Regions from separate parts of the Mus musculus genome. Here regions 2 and 3 are each linked to region 1. A link is a contact called in public HiChIP or PLAC-seq data. All regions are on one chromosome and are shown on one strand. Each heading gives the region's core, a stretch centred on a gene start, on an enhancer-like site or on the middle of the called end of the contact. The rest is flanking DNA. Distances are from core to core; before and after follow the strand shown.

Region 1 (3,725 bases), core at 468-2,967:
AAAGGGACTGTCCTGGATATCGTGTTTTTCAAGCCACTTTATTCCTCTGAACATCATGTAGTCTTTTTTTGGTTTGTTTGTTTGGTTTTTTCGAGACAGGGTTTCTCTATAGCCCTGGCTGTCCTGGAACTCACTTGTAGACCAAGCTGGCCTCGAACTCAGAAATCCGCCTGCCTCTGCCTCCCAAGTGCTGGGATTAAAGGTGTGCGCCACCACCGCCCGGCGGTAGCAAGCTTTGAGGCTCATTTGTTTACCTGTCCTCCTCCTTTGCACATAGTGAGTTCTGATACCCTTTTCTCCTGTGCTTGTGCCAGGTAAGGGGAACTTCAGAGGGAGGAAGGGAAACCTGCTTCGCCCGCCATGTTAAACTTGTCACAGAAGAATCAAAGACGCTGGTAACCGGGGCAGATGAAAGCCATCCCTACACAACTGTATCATTCAACCTTGGGGGAATGGGGATATCGGTCCCATCCCTGGCTTTCCTAACTTTGGCCAACCATTATCACCCAGGGATCTGTCCTTCATAAGCTGCAGCTCAGTGAACAGGTGCCTTTGTGTGTGTGTGTGTGTGTGTGTGTGTGTGTGTGTGAGAGAGAGAGAGACAGAGAGAGACAGAGAGAGAAACAGAGACAGAGAGACAGAGTGAGGAGCAAGTGGATAGAAAAACCCTGGTGGCATCATATGAATTCCTGAAGTGATGTTCCCAGGCAAATGACATCACCTCACTTAAGGGTTTATTGAAGGAGAAAATGCTGTGATATTTCTCTAACACACAGGACTACAGCCAAGCCATCTCTAGAACAAAAGCTGTCAACCCGATTCCCTAAACATCCTTTGTCGTGTTACTTCCTTGTCGTGGGTGACTCCCCAAATCCTCTTACGTAATTTTTCATTTCTCATCGAGTTTTCAGTACACCTCTAAAGAAAGAGGCCTACCTTGGCTAACTAACTACGTTATTTTATTGTATAGGGTCTCGCCTGGGGTCGTGTGTATCCAAGAGCCCTACCCTAACTACCTTCCTCTTTCCCAGCTAGTACTCAGTTATTGTTCTTCTCCCTTCCGGCTGACCACCCGCGCTTCTTGTGCACATAATACGATGCTCATCTTTTGAGCTTTTTGCTCGGTACCTCCTAGCAGAGATCCACCAGTTCATCTTGGATCCCTGGCTCAATATGTTCTCCATTCTTTCCAGCTTTCTTCGAATTGTCCTCTAACAATGAGCTAAATCTTTGCAAGACCTAAGACCCAGTAAGGATTTATGCAAATCAGCCCATTTTAGCATTTGCTAACCAGGAACTCTAGTACCAGTTCCTGGTTTCCTCTGGCAGGAACCATACACCAGCGGGCTTCTCCTCCCCCAACGCGTCTAGAACAGATGCACGCAGTTGCGCTAACACACAGCTTGGACCTGCAGCCTGCAGCCTGCAGCCGCGGCAGGTGCGGGCAGCCGGGCACCAGGTGTCAGTCATCGGATGTCGCAGGCCCAGTGCACACGGTCCCGGGGCCTCGTTCGGCCAGGGTTCGCCAGCACAGGAACCGCGTAGGGCCTCGAACCGAGCCACCTCCGCTCCACCAGCCGATGGTCCAGCCGCCCGCAGGCTCCAGGCGCGGTTGCGCAGCACTAGGGACAGATGCGGCCCGGGAGATGCCCCGCGGGGTCGAGAGCCACTCACCTGACCTGATGCTGCACACCCGAGAGGATCCGACCGGCGACTGCGACCAGCGGAGGTTGGGGCGGGACAGTGGCGGCGCCGCACTTCCGGCCCGGGGGCGGGGCGGAAGGAGCACCGGCGAGCCCGGCGCGACCAACCGTGGCAGGGGGTTGCTGCAAGCGTTTCGAAGACCCGGAGGACCCAGGCAGCCAGCGGCGGAAACTAGCCTGGCTGCACGACCCGACGAACTCAGCCCCTGTAGCCGCGAGTACATATTCCCCAGCTCACTGGCACGGCATCCTCCTGCCGCAGCCGCGCCGGCTTGCTGGTCTCCCCGGCTCCCAGCGCAAGTCCCGCGCCCCTTCCGCATTCCCGAGCCGAGGGCGGAGCGCCAGCGCTGGAATTTGACCCGGGTGGGCTGGGAGCCGCCCTGGTTTGGGGGTCCCCTGGCGCCTGCAGCGGGCAGCCCGAAGTTGCCTGATTTAGCAGAGGGCAGTTGGCCTGGTTAAACTGAGTTTTAGATAAACAATGCTCAAGAGAAGGAATGTAATCCGGAAGAGGGCGGCGGCTGAGCACTCTCCAGTGGGCTCCAGAAACGTTCTCGCTTATTTGAAATTGCACTCCAGCCAGTGGCCTTTACTTTCTCCCCGCCGGGAGGTCATATTCTAGAAGTCTGATCAGAAATTCCGTGTCAGACGGTGGTGGCGACACCTTTGATTCCAGCACTTAGAAGGCTGGGGCAGCATCTCTGTGAGCTGAAGGCCAGCCTGGTCTACAGAGCTTAGTTCCAGGACAGCCACGCTACACGTAGAAAACCACCTCCCTTCCTACCCCACTTCCAAAAGAAATTCCTCCAAGGCAGGAACACTATGGTCTCCAGCACTGAGTATCCGTGTACTTCACAGCAGTCCAGACAATACAAATACAACTTAGGGGCCAGCAAGATGGCTCAGCAGGTAAAAGTGCCTGTTAGCACGCATGACTGAGTTATTTTCTCAGGGCCCACAGAGAACAACCAATTCCTGTAATTTGTTCCTTGAGCCCCGTATGCAGGTACCAGGGAATGTGCAGCCTCCTCCCCAAACTAGTAGATAAAATGTAAAATAAGATAATAATCCTAATAAATTGAGGGTGGCTTTAAATATGCGCTTGAAAAAATCAGGGTCTGGGATTGCGTAGGTCAGAGGTGGAGAATAGGCGCCAGGTGGTACTGATGCTGTATCTTTGATCCTATTTGTCCTCAAAAATCATTGCTTAAATAATTATGTTTCTTATAAAGTTATGGCACTTTCAGGGTTTGTTACATAAGTCTACCACCACTTCCTAGATCCTCACCCTAGGCAATGTAAAATCAGTTAATGAGCAGGATGTGGTGGGCACAGGCCTTTAACCCTGGCATTCCAACGGGTAAACTTAACACAGCAAAAGTCCCTCTCAAAAACCCAGAGTGCGCACAGGGAGGTGGGTCAGTGGCTAAGAGTACTTGCTATGCAAACAAGAGGACTCAAGTTTGAAGTCCCAGCACTCATGTAAGGGCCAGGCTTCCCCTCTTTCCAGGGAACCACAAATCGGCTCCATACATAAACACCCCCCTCTCCCACATTTCCAATTTCTGTAGCAAACGAAGGAAGCGCTCCTATTTCAAATGAGGAAGATGACATTTTAAAACAACCTGGCCACATGAGGGCGGGCGCAGATCCACTTGGGTACCAGGTGGGGTTTGGTTAACCACACCCAGCTCCAGATAGACTAGACGCTGCTTTTTATCATAAAGGGACCATTATGAACAGCATGAATTCATTTTATAAATGAATAAATAGGTCAACAAAGAATAAGTAGCTTCGGGGACTGGAGAGATGGCTCAGCGGTTAAGAGCTCTAACTGCTCTTCCGAAGGTCCTGAGTTCAAATCCCAGCAACCACATGGTGGCTCACAACCATCCACAACGAGATCTGGCGCCCTCTTCTGGTCTGAAGACAGCTACAGTGTACTTACATATATTAAAAAAAAAAAAAAGTAGCTTTAAAGCCGTGCTGTAGCAAAACTGGGACTTGAAATGCTGAGAAAGGTCT
Region 2 (3,725 bases), core at 448-2,947, 190 kb before region 1:
CATTCAGGACTGAGCTAGTGCTCCAGCACCAAATATATCAGGCTCGGTGCCACTAGCCTTCATGCATTAGAAGCCACAAAGTTTTGACTTCTTAAAAAGGAAAGCAGGGGCTGGAGAGATGGCTCAGCTGCTGAGCACTGGCTGCTCTTCCAAAGGAGACAATTTTGTTTCCCCACACCCACATTAACTGACAGCCATCCATAACTCCAGGTCAGCACTCTTTCCTCCCCTCTGTAGGCAATGGGCATGCACATGGTATACAGACATACTCGTCGGCCAACATCCATATACATCAAAATAAGATAACTTTTAAAAAAATGGCAGGCACAAATGCAAGAATATGCCTCTTGCCTGGCATATTCAAGGCTGTGGCTTCAATCCCCAGCACCACCACAAATACCAATAACAGTAAATAAACAAGAGAGACATACTTCTTTTACTACAGCTCCAGCCAGTAAGAGAACAGACTCGACAGTATGACAGAGACATGCCATTGATGGCACGTCTATGTGTATATGAGACGTGGCCTCTGCACCACAGATTGGAGAAACAGCCACAAAAATGCATTCTTCAATGCACAGATAATCTCAACTTGAAATTATACAGAGCTGTACTGGTGATAAACCCACATGGCTTTAAAGTAGGAAGATGGACCCCCCTACTCCTCCCAGCTTCTCTCCTTCTTCACCCCAAAAGTCTATAGAAGGGAACATGCCACAGACCACCCCAGCTGGGTATTGGGGGTCCCTGGGATGTGGGTTCTCGAGGCCAGGTGGGTAAGGATTCAGCTGAGACACACAGAAACAAACACAGAGGCAGTGTGAATCTGAGTGTTTTGCAGCTCTCGAGCAAGGGTTTTTACTCCTAGAGAAACAAGTGTTACAACTCTGGAAAGCTGTGTTCAGTGAAGCAGTACAATAGAAGGGACATTGCAATAATCATTTGGTACAGCAAGATACAAAATACAAAATCATTCAAATATTACAACTTCAAAAAGGGTGTTTTCAATAAAGCAGCCAGGTACAACAGACATTACTCTGATCATTTGGTACATCGCAATATAAAAATCACCTAAGGCTAGTGGCAAATTCCCAAGAATAAACTAATGAATATTTATGGTCAGTTACTGTTTAACTGCCAGCTCCTGTTTTCCTGTAAATCTTCAAAGCATAAATTTAAACTGTTTTAATTCTTTTTATTTAAGGCTTTCTTAATATATCAAAACCTACTTCCGATGACACACATGCAACCATATGAAATATTATTGTTGGAGAAGTTTATATTCATCAATGCTATCTTATGCATGATTTGTAAAGCGAAGCCCTGGTTTTCCCGGAGATGAGGGCATGGTTAGTGACTCCATCTCATGGGATGGTTTTGTAGCCATAATACTCGCTTAAGATCTTGGCCTAGGCTATCAGGAACATTTCATATATGGGAAAAGGAATAGAAAACAAAAACAGATAAGTTGCCAAGAGAACTACAGGCTCAATATTTTTTCTCCAGCGAAGAGTTCCACAACCTGTTCCAGGAAACCTCCTCCTGATGAGGTCTATCATCTTAGCCTGTGGAACTTGTCACACAAATTCTACTGCAGGGGGTGTGACAGGAAAGAAATGAGCCAGGAGCTTCAGGAGATGCCTGTGCAGTTAGCCTGTGATTCCAATGACGCATCAGTGATGAACACCCACCCACTCCATGCTGCTTCGGGATTCTGACTTCTGCTTTTTTCTGACCACCAGTCAGGGATGGCACCACCCACAGTGGGCTGGGGCCTCTCCAACTTGATCATTAATTGAGAAAATCCCTTACCGCCTGATCTCATGGAGGCCTTTCCTCAAGGGAGGCTCCTTTCTCTGTGATAACTCCAGCTTGTGTCAAGTTGACACACAAAACCAACAGTACAACTGACCCCTTGTCAGCTTGACACACAAACACATCACTATTAAGTCTCAACGCTTACTTTCTTGTTCATCTCCAAGATCTAAATAACTTTAAAAGTCCCACAGTCTTTACAAATTCTAACATATTAAATTTTCAATCCCTTTAAAATATCCAATCTCTTTTGAAATTCAAAGTCTTTTAACTATAGACTCCACTAAAATACTTTCTTACTTCAAGAGGGAAAAATATCAGGGCACAGTCACAATCAAAAGCAAAATCAAACTCTGACTGTCCAATGTCTGGGACCTACTCACCATCTTCTGGGCTCCTCCAAGGGCTTGGGTCACTTCTCCAGCTCTGCCCTTTGTAGCACGCACCCTGTCTTCTAGGCTCCAACTGCCTGTGCTGCTGCTGTTCTTGGTGGTCATCTCAAGGTACTGGCTTCTCCAAAACACTGCTGTCTTCCAGTAACCTCTCATAGGCTCTCTTCATGGTGCCAAGCTCCTTTGCATGACCCCTTCAGTCCCAGGCCATCAATTGCAACTGAGGCTGCACCTTCACCAATGGCCTTCCATGGCCTCTCACAGTGCCAAGCCTCAGCTGCTTCATGACCCCCTTCTGCCTTCAAAACCAGTATCACCTGGGTGATTGTTACACATTACCAAGTCTAGCTGCAGCACAAGGTACAACCTTGGCTATCTCTGAACACAACTTCTTTGTGCACTCAGAAAACACTTCCCAGATTTCACCTCAATGATGTTGGTCTCTTCTTAATCACTGCTGATTTCTTAGCTCCAGCTAACCAGTACCAATAGTCCCAGTAATGCAAAGGTTTCACTTTAGTAGATCTGGTATCTTATTGATCACAGTTGATTCTTCAGCCCCAGCTAACCAAAACCACAGAATCTTCACAATCAAAACAGCAATGGCCTATGATAAGAGTCTTTAATCTTCCCTCTAAGATTTCAGAAGCCAGGCCTCCATCGTTTGCACACTCACAACATTATCTTCCAAGCTCCTACAGAACATCCCACAGAGCTCTTAACATCCCAATGGCCCTTCTAGCCCAAAGTTTCAAAGTCCTTCCACAGTCCTCCCCAAAACAGGGTCAGGTTGTCATAGGAATACCCAACTATGCTGGTACCAATTTGTCTTAGTCAGGGTTTCTATTCCTGCACAAAACATCATGACCAAGAAGCAAGCTGGAGAAGGGAAGGGTTTACTCAGCTTACACTTATACATTGTAGTCAGGACAGGAACTCACACAGGGCAAGAACTTGGAGGCAGGAGCTGATGCAGAGACTATAGAGCATGCTGCTTACTAGCTTGCTTCCCCTGTCTTACTCAGCCTGCTTTCTTATAGAACCCAGGACTACCAGCCCACAGATGGCACCACCCACAATGGGCTGGTCCCTCCCCACTTGATCACTAATTGAGAAAATACCTTGCAGATGGATCTCATGGAGGCATTTCCTCAACTGAAGCTCCTTTCTCTGTGATAACTCCAGCTGTGTCAAGTAGACACACAAAACCAGCCAGCACAACTGCCTTCTCCATTTCTAACATGGAAATAAAAATGTTTGTTTGGGCTGGGGATGCAGCTCAGTTCTTAAGGGTGCTTACCTGTCATGCTCAAAGCCCTGCGCTCAATTCTAACACTGCATAGCCCAGGCACAGAGCGTGTGCCTGTGGTCCTAGCACTAGGAGATGCAGGCAACAGGATCAGCAGTTCAAAGTTATCTTTGGCTGTGTAACAAGTTCTGTGTGGATGTTCTTCTCAGTGTCCGAGGCCCTAAAGTAGAGACACAACGACTGTGAATTGGGCACTGGTGGCTGCAAGT
Region 3 (3,725 bases), core at 612-3,111, 160 kb before region 1:
TAGGGATGACGTCAACGCTGGATTCGGAGGCTAGCTGGATACAGCTTCTGTTGCTAACAGTTCTCATCACGATAATTAAGAATTTTTTTCATTTCCTGAGGAAGTGCTCGCCTGGACCTTGTTGGTTTGTTTATTTCACATATTCTAGGACACAGCTCTCATCAGAACTCTGTGAGGGTGGTCAGGAAGGGCTGGGAGGAAGTAGGCTGACCAATAGGTAAATAAATGCATGAAGAGGTGAGCTTGGGATTTCCCAGCACCCACATGAAAGTTAGTTAGACACACAAATCTATAAAAATGGGGGTAGTGAGGGTAAGAGTAGAACATGTGAATCTCTGAAGCTCACTGGTCAGGCCATGGTAGCCAATCCGTTAGCTCCAGGTACAACTTGAGACCCCGTGTCAAAAAAAAAAAAAAAAAAATGGAGCGAGGGAAGGATAGCAAGGTATATCACCACACACATGTGCACATCACATTGGGTGTGCACCCACATGAGGCCTGATCCCCAACAGCCCCAAAACAAAGCAGAACAAAACGGTGTTTGGAAGGCCAATTGCATTAAACCTGCTGTTGGCAGATTTCCATGCATCTCCGTTTGAAATATCATTTTAGCGTCTGAACCTAAGGGGAAAAGATGAAGCCAAGTGGGGCAGAGTGTGGGGGCTGAGTCGCAAGTGGACAAATCTGACTAGAAAGACAAGCTTATCACACAGGTTGTATTCAAGCTCATGCCAGAGCAAGGGAAGTAGGAACTAGAATATTGTGTCCATGAAGAATTTACCCTCACAGCCGCACCCCAAGGTTTCTCTCTCTCTCTCTCTCTCTCTCTCTCTCTCTCACACACACACACACACACACACACACACACACGGGGCGGGGGGCCGTGGAATGAGTATGTCAATGTAGGTGTCCATTGATGTTAAACATCTGGTTCTTGGGGAGGGTATAGGGGGCTTTGGGGATAGCATTTGAAATGTAAATGAAGAAAATATCTAATAAAAAAAAACAACAAATACAAAAACATCTGGTTCTTTGTCTACATCTTGAACATGCCAACATATATACAGAAAGCTCAGTTTAGTAAGCTCAGTACAGCAGACGACTTCCTATCTAGAAATTATAATTCCCTAAATTCTAATTCTAAATGTTTATTCTCTGAAGACAGTGGGGAGAGTGGAGCCAAGAAATGAACCAGACTAAAGTCTCAGGCGATAGCCATTCAGAGCACATTAGAGAGTTTATACTCTGAGGACGAAGAGACGTTAGTGAGTAATGTACAGAGGCTTAAAAAAAAAAAAAGGGGCTGGTGAGATGGCTCAGTGGGTAAGAACATCCGACTGCTCTTCTGAAGGTCAGGAGTTCAAATCCCAGCAACCACATGGTGGCTCACAACCATCCATAACGAGATCTGACTCCCTCTTCTGGATTGTCTGAGGACAGCTACAGTGTACTCACATATAATAAATAAATAAATATTTTTTAAAATGTACAGAGACGTGGACGGGCCACATAGAGGCAAGGGTGGGCATGGCAGCAAGGATATGGCCATGGCCGGCTGGAGAGATGGCTCAGCAGTTAAGAGAACTGATTGTTCTTCCAGAGGTCCTGAGTTCAATTCCCAGCAGCTATGTGGTGTCTCTCAACCATCTGTAACGGGATCCGATGCCCTCTTCTGGTGTGTCTGAGGACAACTACATAGTGTGCTCATATACATAAAATAAATAAATCTAAAAAAAAAAAAAAAAAGATGGGCCATGGCAGCAAGGACAGGCCAAGGAGGTAAGGCCGGGCCACAGCCACAAGGATGGTGATTAGGAGTTCAGATTGGCGCATGGGAGGTCTGCCTCTTCCATAAAGGACACACCTAGACACCCAATATCCATTACAAAGGAGATTACCCGAGCAGGATGGGGTTGGGGAAAGTTGTGGCTAGCTGAGATTTTTTTGCTGCGGTGGGGTTTTTAAGGAAAAAAAGAAGAGTCTGTGCTAAGGTGAGTTGGTAAATTCTGATTGGACATTGGTCAAATAATGACCTTGATTGTGGGACCTTGTGTTTTGTCTCAGAAAGTAGTCAGTGTGGCCAAATAAGGGAGGAGGCCTTCTTAGGGCCTGGCTTTAGGAATATAATCTAACAGTTTAGCAAGGAGAAGGGAAAGAGCCCAAACCTGTTGGTGCCATGTTTGCTGTGCTCCATCCTGTATTTGTCAAGTTCAGTCCGGCTTGAGCCCTTCAAGGTGCCCTTGGTGGACAGACTGGGCAAGGCCACTTCTGCTCCACAAAACCCCCTTTTTCCATTGCAGGCATAAAAGCCGATTGTAATGAACAATCAGAAGTAAACTGACTCCTGCCAGCTACACCTGGGAGGGGCATGAAAACCCATTCCAAGAACAATTAGTTGTTGGGAAGAAACAAAGGTCACAAGACTCTAGGCTTTTGTGTTTTTGTTTGGCTTGTTGTTAGTTTGGTTGGTTAGTTGGTTGATTTTTCAAGACAAGGTTTGTCTGTTCAGGCCTGGCTGTTCTGAAACTCCCTTTGTAGGCCAGGCTAGCCTCCAACTCAGAGATCCACCTGCCTCTGCCACTGGAGTGCGGGGATTAAAGGTGTGGGCCTCTGGTCTTGTTTTCTTGGAGTGTGCAGGGCCTCAGCTGCAGCTGCTGGCACATCCAACTAGGTTCTCCAGCTCTGACGTCACACCCTCTCCCTCCCAACCCCCCCCCTTAACCCCCCCCCCAACTCACTTAGAAGAAGCAAACCCAATCCCTTTCACACATGCATGAGAAGGGAGCAGGCCTTGTATGGGGTGGCTGTCAGAGAGGCCTGTACCGACTACGCCAAAGTAACCAGAGAGGGCAGTTAGAGTCCAGAGAGGGTGTGCTTTCCATTCAAGCCAAAGGAAAAAAAGAAAAAGCTGATGATATTCGAGAAACAAGGAACTGGGCCACATCCTTCCCCACCACTCCTGTGACTTCCAGTGTTAGCTCAACACTGAGCTAGAGGGAGGGGAGGGCATGGGCTGGAGAGATGACTCGGCAGTTAAGAACACTGACTACTCTTCCAGAGGTCCTGAGTTCAATTCCCAGCACCCACATGGGGGCTCACAGCCATCTGTCTTGGGATCCGATGCCCTCGTCTAGTGTGTCTGGAGACAGTGACAGGGTTGTCATGTACCTTGCATACAATGTATACATATACATTCAAAAGGAAGAGGAGGAGGTGAGCTCAAGACAGGGTCACCATAGGGCCTCTAGCTCTCAGTTCTTCCTAACTTGGAATGTGTTTGGTGAGATACGAGCCGAATGAGGCCAGAAGAGGAGGAAGAACAGTTTTACAGCTTGGATGGGTGTCGCTGTTATAAGAACAAGAAGTGACACTCATACAAGTGGTGAAACTGAAGTGGTGAAACTGAAGTTTGTAGTTCGAGAGATCCCAAGTGTAACGAAATGGTCTTCATTTCCATTTAAAGCTGGCAGTGCACTAGAGGATTATAAACCGTTAAAAATTCCATACTAACAACTTGTCTGCCTTCTCTACGGTGAATATTACCGAACAAGTTGAAATCACGGGGCGGGGCGGGGCGGGGCGGGGGTTGGGGAGGAGGCGTCTGGATGCTTTGATTTAAGGTCTTAGAAGCTCGTTTTGTGTTTTGGGGACAAGGTCCATTGTATTTCCGGCTGACCTCTGACCCCGTGCAGAGCGGAAGGTGACCTTGCATTGTGGATCCTCCT

The links. HiChIP or PLAC-seq counts read pairs in DNA pulled down with a chosen protein or histone mark.
Region 2: an H3K4me3 HiChIP or PLAC-seq map of bone marrow-derived macrophages shows a contact between it and region 1, with 2.8 times the contacts expected there. The contact joins the enhancer-like site here to the promoter of Myl12b in region 1. A contact is called at or near these places in 8 of 39 promoter capture datasets (the C10 cell line, cranial neural crest, frontonasal cranial neural crest and 5 more), 5 of 484 Hi-C or Micro-C datasets (the AML12 cell line and embryonic stem cells), 21 of 115 datasets of contacts at active chromatin or transcription factors (the 230-238 cell line, CD8 T cells, acute myeloid leukemia and 10 more) and 4 of 9 other capture datasets (adipose tissue, embryonic stem cells, liver and 1 more).
Region 3: a contact with region 1 is called in an H3K27ac HiChIP or PLAC-seq map of embryonic stem cells, with 14 read pairs. The contact joins the enhancer-like site here to the promoter of Myl12b in region 1. A contact is called at or near these places in 10 of 39 promoter capture datasets (the C10 cell line, cranial neural crest, embryonic stem cells and 7 more), 1 of 484 Hi-C or Micro-C datasets (embryonic stem cells), 28 of 115 datasets of contacts at active chromatin or transcription factors (the 230-238 cell line, the SCID.adh cell line, bone marrow-derived macrophages and 15 more) and 4 of 9 other capture datasets (adipose tissue, embryonic stem cells, liver and 1 more).

What each region holds. Positions count from the first base shown.
Region 1 is chr17:70,988,799-70,992,523 of GRCm38.p6, forward strand. It overlaps Myl12b (myosin, light chain 12B, regulatory), which reads right to left and starts at 1,718. Exons shown (of 4, transcript NM_023402.2): 1 at 1,675-1,718.
Region 2 is chr17:70,797,789-70,801,513 of GRCm38.p6, forward strand. The region is part of intron 9 of Dlgap1 (DLG associated protein 1); the gene reads left to right. Gm41609 (predicted gene, 41609) reads right to left here. Exons shown (of 5, transcript NR_168098.1): 3 at 2,199-3,676. Among named protein-coding and RNA genes, the nearest start is that of Gm41609, 6.3 kb to the right of the region's middle. Within about 2 kb of position 1,698, at least 10 of the 459 cell types and tissues checked have an H3K27ac peak or open chromatin away from gene starts, as enhancers often do. A contact at or near this core is called in bone marrow-derived macrophages, where this site is marked.
Region 3 is chr17:70,826,455-70,830,179 of GRCm38.p6, forward strand. No RefSeq gene overlaps it. Among named protein-coding and RNA genes, the nearest start is that of Gm41610, 13 kb to the right of the region's middle. Within about 2 kb of position 1,862, at least 26 of the 459 cell types and tissues checked have an H3K27ac peak or open chromatin away from gene starts, as enhancers often do. A contact at or near this core is called in adipose tissue, bone marrow-derived macrophages, embryonic stem cells and 2 more, where this site is marked.